Regions from separate parts of the Strix aluco genome. Here region 1 is linked to region 2. The links are chromatin contacts, called in public Hi-C maps. All regions are on one chromosome and are shown on one strand. Each heading gives the region's core, a stretch centred on a gene start, on an enhancer-like site or on the middle of the called end of the contact. The rest is flanking DNA. Distances are from core to core; before and after follow the strand shown. Region 1 holds the start of MCFD2 (multiple coagulation factor deficiency 2, ER cargo receptor complex subunit). Region 2 holds the start of SOCS5 (suppressor of cytokine signaling 5).

Region 1 (3,990 bases), core at 498-2,997, 150 kb after region 2:
ATTTAGTCTTTGATCAGACAGTCAAGTACACTGGAAATATTGTATCTCTAAAAGCACCTTGAACAACCAGGTTTTATACTAAGGAGAAGGGGGAACAAAGGTTGTTTGTTACAGGTGCCTTAGTGGCCTCTAATACCTAGCTATGTCTATTTCTTCTGGCCTAAGCAGGTTATCAAAACAAGGGAAGCAGTGCCCAAAATCTCCTTCTGGCCGTCTTCCAAAGCACAGGAACTGGAGAAAGATCTTTCCCAGTCAAACATGAAGTACTCTAGGGTGTTTTATTTGCTGCTATCACTGTTTTATCTCTATGAAGAAGCGAATGAGAAAAAAAACTCTCGCTCTACCTGTTCACAATACAATTTTGTCTAAAGTATGTTGATCTAGGTAAGCAGGATTCCTCTAAAAAATTCTTTATAGTATGAGTAGGGCTAAAGGCTCCAGGGAGACCTTTCTAGGTCCAGTATCTCTACAAACTTATCGAGCAAGCATGTCTCATATCTGGCTCTAACTAGTCATACACTATCCTGAGAAAAGAGGGTGCCCTAGGCTTAAGTCCAACTCACATAGCAAGATTTAAGAGATAACCAAGTCATTAAGAAGTTTATATTTTTAGAACATGGAACACATACTCTTTATCTTGTACCAAGTTCTTATCAAGGCGAATATTTGCATGTTGACTCTCTCCTACGTGTTCCTCAGCTAGGGCAGAGATGAAGAATGCAGCCAGAAAGCAGAACAGCAAACGTATTCTAAATATCCTTTGCGCCATCATGATCTCCTACAAAAAGGAAAACATTCCCCCCCCCAAAGATGAAATATTCAATCTACTTTCAGCAGATTTACAGAGTGCTTAGAAATAATCTCACTAAGGCCTAGAAGAAGTTGCTTCATTTGAAGCAGTTAGCACTCAGAAAACCAGAGAGCTCCAATTAAGAATTTCTCTGAGGATCCTTGTTTCAAGGAAGCACGCAGTAATCTTCAGAGAATTACTTTTTTTTTTTCAGGCAGCGAACGCACACTCTTTAACCACGCTCGGGTCTTCACACAGCTTCCAGACAACCAACCACACCAGCTTCACGCAGACCTGCCTGCAGCTACGGGAGTAAAGGTCGCTTACGATATCAAAGGGACTGCATCTAGTTAGATCTACTCAGGCTGCATGCCCTAAGTAACATCCAACTTCAAAAACGCAACGGTCGTTGCAGCGCTCGCTTCACGGGCCACTGAAGCGCTTCCGCAGGGTGCGCGGAGCCGACCGGTGCCCAGCGAGGCGACTAGAGGAGCCGATTGCTGGGTTCAGCTTCCCCGTTCTCGCCCGCGGACGCAACCCCCGGCTGGCAGCCGTCTCGGCACGGAGCGATGCCGGAGGCCCTCACAGCGGGCACCGCGCGGGCCTCCCGCCCGCGGCCTCCCCCACCCGGCAGGACCCCCGGGGCGATCCCCGCCTAGGCCGCGGCACACCCCGCTCCAGCCTCGGCTGCCGGGGCGGACGGAGAGGTCTCGTCGCCGCCGCCGCCAGGCTACGCACCCTCCGGCGGATGGCCGCGGCCGCCGCGCCGTCCCTCCCACGGGCTCCGGGTGCGGGGCAGGGCGGCCACCATCCCCGGCGTCACCCCTGACCCGGCGCACGCGCCGCGCTCGGCCCCGCCCCCTCCTCCCGCCCATTGGCTGCACCTTTCCGCCGAGCGGGGCTCACGTCACCGCTCCTGGAATTCCACGTGGAGCCCTCGCGGACGGACAGGTGGAGCGCCCCGCCCCGCCGCGGGGCGGGGCCGCCGGGGTGGGCGGGGCGAGTATCCCTGCCCCGCCCCGCCGCTCCGCCCCGAGCGGCCTCTGGTGAGGGGAGCCCCCCTCCAGAAGGGTGCGCGGTGCGCTCCCGCTGGCCGTGCCCGGGGCGAAGCCGGAGGACGGAGGACGGCGGGAGTTGCAGCGTGAGTCCGGAGGGTGCCGGACGGGGCTGGCCCCGGCTCCGCGCATTTCCCTCGCGGCCGCTCCACAGCCCCTTCCCCGCCCCGCGCGGCCGCCATTCCCCTCTGTGTTTTATAAACTGTGCGCTCTCTCCGCCCGCCCCCTCCCTCACGGAATGTCGAAGCTCTCATTATTTTATACGCGACGCGCAAACACCGATTGCTTTCGCCCCTCGAGTCACAGCCCTCAGAGCAAGCTCCGACTTCGGGGAGCGATGCGGGCTCCCGGCTCGTCCCTCACGCCCTCGCCGGTTCCTCTGTGCTGGAGTCGCGACTGAAGCGGGGCGGTGGCTGTGGGGAAGGGCTGACGGCAGAGGCCTGGGGTTTAGAGGGCTTCCGAGGGCCTTGGCGGGGGAGCAGCACCCCTGGCCCTTACCGACGAGGACGGGAGCCCCGGGGCGGCGCGTCTCGGGCCCCGCAGGCCCGCTGTGCACGACAGGCCGAGGGCGGCCGGGTAGGCGCAGCGCCCTCGGCGGGCCGCGACGCCGGGGCACGGCTCGCTGCCTCGGGCGTCAAGTGAGAGGCGGCAGGGTGGGGTGGCCGGAAGGAGCCGCCGGCCCCGGTCGCAGGCCTCGGGCAGGGAGCCGAGCCGTGCCGCCCCGCCCCGCCGGGCACCTGCCGGGGCCACCCGCCCGGAACCGCGGCCCCGCACACGCTCTGGGCGCCTCCCGGGCGCCGCCGCCGGGGACTCCCCGCGGGCGGGCGGGGCGGGCCCGGCTCTAAGATGGCGGCCAAGGGCTCGCACTCGCACGTGAAGCTGGAGGGGGAGATCGAGCGGTGCCGGGCGGAGGGGCAGTGGGGGCCGCTCCGGTACCTGGCCCAGCAGCTCCGGCCGCCGGCGCGGCCGCCGCGCAAGGCGGCGGTGGGGGGCGCGCAGGACGCGGGTAAGCGGCGGCGGGGGGCGGGCAGGGTGGGGCAGAGCGGCGGGACGGCCGCCGATACCGGACCGCCCGGGTGTGGGGCGGCGGCGGGGCCGGCTTCTCGCTCCGTACCCGCGCCCGGGGCTCGGCAGCCCCGGCCCAGTGGGCTCACGCGGGCGGGAGCTGCGGCTGCCCGGTCTCCCGGGGTTGTGGAAGAGGGCTGGGGAGTGCCGGGGTGCCGACGGAGGCAGTGGGGAGTCGTCCGGTGTCTCCCGTAGGTGCCCCGGCCCGGCGGCGGGAGGGCGGGATGTCCAGGAGAGGTGGCAGGAGCCCGGGAGACGGCGCTCAGGACGATAACTCTTCGTGTCAGCGCTTCCGAGCCCGCCGGGCTGCGAGGGGACACGCACTGCTTGGGGCTGTCGGTGGGAGCGGGGGCTGCGGCGCTCGCTCGGCGCTTCCCTGCGTTTGGGGTGTTGCCCTCGCCCCGATAAGCTCCTGGACGCGGCTGGCGGCTGCTGCGCTCGGTGCCCGCCTTCTAATTTAACAAGTTCGGCTGGGCGGCGGCCGGGCTACCGACCAAAATCTTCCGTGTTTGGAAACGTCTCTTTTCAAGTTCTCGATAGGTGTGATGCGGATTCCCTCTTGGCCTTCCCCACCCTGTTCCGGATGTCCTTAGTTCTCTCTCTCCATTTCCCTACGGGACTGCTTTATTTAAAGGCTTGGGATCATTCAAGTATCCTTTCCCATGTAAGACGGGTTTCATAAATAGCAAATGTATTCTTAGCTTTTTTCCCCTCTTACAACACACAATTTTGCTTCTTTTTAAATGAAATTGCTTGTAAGAAGTGAGGCAGCCTAACTTAGAAATGTAAAATTCTGTGTCTGTAGTCAACAGCAGTAAGTTGTGAAGAGATCTTTAGCCACCACACTGGTGCGAGAGGTTCTACTGTTCAAGTCAGAGGAGCTATTTCTATGAATAAACCCTCTGCTTTAGAGGAGTGTTTCTAGGATGTGGCCCTAGAGTTAATTCAAACTTTCTGGGATGCAATAATAAACTTCACAATGGAAAAGCATGGTGGGGGGAGATGTTTGTAGGTTAAGAAATGTTTATTTACGAGGCTTTCCAGGTGTATATGTGAGGCAGATCAAACCCTGTGTTGAGA
Region 2 (3,912 bases), core at 544-3,043:
GCTACAGTTTGTTGAGGTTTTTCTTGCACTTGGGAATCAAAAACTGGACACACTGTTCTACTGGCTATGCTCCTGGTGGTACAATCCAGGATGCTCTTTGCCTTCCCTTGCTGCAAGGACACACTGCTGGCTCATGGTCAACTTGCTGTCCACCAAGACCCCATGCCCTTTCCTGCAAAGCTGCTCCCCAGCCCACCAGTCCGCAGCCTGTACTGTTGCAAAGGGCTCTTCCTTCCCAAGCGCTGGACTTGCTGAATTTCATAGACTTCCTGTCAGGCCATTCCTCCGACCAGTCTAGACCCCCTTCAATGGCAGCTCTGTCCTCCAGCATTTCCACTGTCACACTTTGGCATCACCTGCAAACTTTATGAGCATGCACTCCGTCTCCTCTTCAAAAGTCACTGAGAAGGATGTCAGACAGAACTGACGCCTGTGGTACTCTGCTTGCTACTGGCTTCCAATAGAGTAAAACCCATGGACCCCTACCTTCTGGGCCTGATGAAAACCCTCATTTTTTTCCCATCTAACTGTCCACCTTCTGTACTGTAATGTCCCAGTTTGTCTGCTAGATGCTGAAAGATGAGATGTGCCCTGTTACTTGGAATACCAAGTTGTGTTTTTGTACGGGTGCAGCAATGAGTGATTCCTTTGACACGATCCAATGTACTTCATCTGTACTTTAGCCAAGCAATTAATTTACTCCCCATTATACGGAGGAAGAGAAAGGAGAGGAAGCTGTTTTGAACGGGGTATTACTCCCTTCCAACGTTACCCACGTGTCTTCAAGAGTCTCAATTTGTAAGCATTTAGTAGTCCCTTCTGCTTACAAGGAACCGTTTGACTTCCTCAAATACAGTGCTAGGGCAGCTGGAGGCGTTACCTAAACGAGCCGCTGCCCCAGCAACTCTGTCACCCACGGAGCCACCTCTTTAAAAAGGAAAAACATGCACCTCGTTGGGGAGCTGCTCTCAACACTTCCTCAAAGCTCCCAAGGGCGAGCGGAGCCACCGGGGCCTGCGCCGCCGCCGGACCCGGGCGGCCGGACCCGGGCAGCCGGACCCGGGCAGCCCCCAGCTCGCTCGGGGGGGCCCGCGCTGGCGGCGATGTCGGAGGCCGCGCGACGCGCTGCCCAGCTGGGGCCGACCCCGCCCGGGTGCGGGGGGTCTGGTCCGCACGGCCAGGGCGGCCGGACACGTCTTAACCGCCGCCCGCGGGGAGCCCCTCGGCCTCCGCTCCGGGGACAAGCACCCGGGCGGCTCCCGCCGGCCAGCCCCTGGCTGCTACCGCCGTTCCGATTCTGACGCCGAGTGTCACGGGTGAATCACGGCACGGCACGGCACGGCACGGCACGGCACGGCACGGCACGGCACGGCACGGCACGGCACGGCACGGCGGAGGGGGGCCGAGGGGGGCCGAGCTGAGCCCCCTGCCCCCGGCAGCCGGCGGTCGCCCCGCCCCCGCCGCTTCCTCCCGTCGGCCCCCTCCACGTGACCCAGCCCCTCCCCGCGCCCCTCGCCCGAACCCAAAATGGCCGCCGGCCAGCCCCTTCCCAGATTGGGCATCGTGCCCGACTCCAAGATGGTCGTCAATGGAGGCCAGCCGGAGACATCCTAGCGGGTCAGCCCGAACGCTGCGGCCCGGTAGGCTGGGCGACGCCCCGCCTCGGCCAGCCTGCCGCTCCCATTGGCGCCGCAGAGGGCCAGGCCCACTGTCATTGGCTAGCGAGGTGTCGCTCCCGCTCTCTCCGCTCCGGGGCCCGGGGAACTATTTTCCATTCGGCGGAGGGGGGCCGGGGAGGGGGCTCCGCTGGATCGCTCCGTCCGCGCCGAGCGGCAGGCGGCGGGCCCGGGCGGGGCGGCGAAGGATGCTGCGGCCGGTGGGGCCGCCGGGACGGCGCTGAGGCGTCGCTGTCCCGACCGCGGCGCAGCGGTAGGTGCCTCCCGGTCGGGGCTCGGCGGACGGGACCTGCGCCGCTCGCCCCCCGGCGGCGAGAGGCGGCCGCTCCCCGCCGCGGCCCCGGCCCCGCTGCTGCCCGCCGAGGCCGCGGCTCCGTGAGGGAGGCGGGGAGCGGCAGCGGGCAGCCAGCGCCCGAGGGAGCTGGGGGAAGGGACGGGGCCGGGCGAGCGGGAGGGCTGGGCTGCGGACTGTCGCCGCGGGGCTCGGCCGGGCCGGGCGCGGCGGGGTGCCGCGGGGGAGAAGGCCGCCCCGGGGCGGAGAGTGGGGGGGACGCGGGACGACAGCGGGGTGGGGGGGGAGGGCAGCTCCGCTCGGTGCCGGCCACCCTCCTGCCTCCTGAGGGAGGCGGGTGGAGCCGGGGCTGGTGTTTGCGGCGAAGCCCGGGGGGCTGGGGCTTAAACCTGCTCCGGCCCGAATCCGGTGCCGGCACCCCAAGGCAGTCGGTCGGGGGTGCCCCGTGTCGGGGAGGCAGCGCCGGGCTGCTGCTCCTCTCGGGCTTCCAGCTGGATTTGGAAGCTGGTGCAGGAGCAGGGGGCTTTGGTCGGCGGTCTCCTGTGGTTGTGTTTGCACGCGGGTTTGTCCGTATGGAAATCACCCTTACAAAATTGCCGTTCAGGAGTCTTCAGGGCACACAACCTACTGTTAACCCCTTCTGTGGAGGATGATAGGTAAAACATCAGCTGTTTCCTTCACGAGCACTCATAAAAGTTTGGAAGTCGTCTTTATATGCATCCAACTCAAAGTTATGAATGGTTTCTTGGAATCGTAGAAGCAGTAAATCATGTTATTTCTGCTGTTGTTAACTTTGTAATTCAGTACTTGCATTGAATCACAATAGCTTAATCTCGTGGAATACATTTATGTCTCTGATATGTTTCTTTCATCAGGTTTGTGTGACATCTGATCATGTATTCTTATGAACACAGCATGTGCGATAGTTACACTTCTATTCTCTGAATACTCACAGAATGCTTCTGTCGTTTTGTTTTTTTCTTTCCTCCTGTCTCCTCTAAAGCTTGTTGAAGTTTTCCGCAACGTTTCTGTGATTATAAACTATAAATCATCATCATGGGGTACCATATCCCATCATGTGAGGTGTGATCCCTGACCATGCCACACAAACCCTCTTACAACAAATACAGTGCTTTCCCACTGAAGCTGATTCTGGTGTGGTTTGTGAGTTTGGTAAAGGTATGACTTTTCTCACATAAATTGCAACAACTTCAGGAGTGCTTTGTTGGTGCAGTATACTCCTATAACAAGAAAATATTTTGGGGATAGATGTGGCCCAAGTGAACTATTTGCAGGGAGATGGTATGAATGGAAAGTCCTCCTAAAGCTTGCATTTATATAACCTTATTTAAAAATAAATATATTCCATAAATTTGCATGGAAGTTGACTGGTTATTGTTTTAAATTGATCTGCCTCCTTCAGAAGGCAGGTGAACTAAGTATGTGCATTGGATAGCAAGATGAGAGTAAAAATCTTGAGAGGTTTTTTCCTGGCTTTAAAATATGATGCAGAAGACTAAACTGCATTTTCATGCCTATCTAAATGCTTCAAATACAGTTGAGTGTTCTGTTTTCTTGAGTTTTTACTTCATCTTAACATCTCTGTGTAATTATTTTTTGAACTTAAAATTCCCTTAGAGATGAGCTTCAGGGCACTTTTTTTTTTTTCCCTTCTGTGTGAATGGCAAAAAAGACCCTTCTGTGGTTGCAAGTACCACAGTAAATATTTTTTAAAGTGTGTTATCATTTAAAACATAGCTTTAGAGTAGTTTCACTGTAATAATTTTGTTAATATCATATGAGTTAGGACCCAATACTGGAAGGAGATTGTTCAGTTGCTGGATCCTTTAGTGTGAACTTTGTTACAAAATCAGTGTCTTAAAAGCACTTCTGGAAAGGTACATTATTTTTATTGCAGGATTATACAATGGGGATGTAATTCCT

What was found. Hi-C and Micro-C count contacts between places; a contact is called where the count stands out from the background.
Region 1: a contact with region 2 is called in a Hi-C map of brain, with 7 times the contacts expected there. The contact joins the promoter of MCFD2 here to the promoter of SOCS5 in region 2. A contact is called at or near these places in 2 of 2 Hi-C or Micro-C datasets (brain and heart).

What each region holds. Positions count from the first base shown.
Region 1 is chr3:35,156,163-35,160,152 of bStrAlu1.hap1, forward strand. It overlaps MCFD2 (multiple coagulation factor deficiency 2, ER cargo receptor complex subunit), which reads right to left and starts at 1,748. Exons shown (of 4, transcript XM_074818087.1): 1 at 1,675-1,748; 2 at 630-778. The coding sequence starts at 772. It overlaps TTC7A (tetratricopeptide repeat domain 7A), which reads left to right and starts at 1,850. Exons shown (of 21, transcript XM_074818080.1): 1 at 1,850-1,931.
Region 2 is chr3:35,004,620-35,008,531 of bStrAlu1.hap1, forward strand. SOCS5 (suppressor of cytokine signaling 5) reads left to right here and starts at 1,794. Exons shown (of 3, transcript XM_074818073.1): 1 at 1,794-1,929.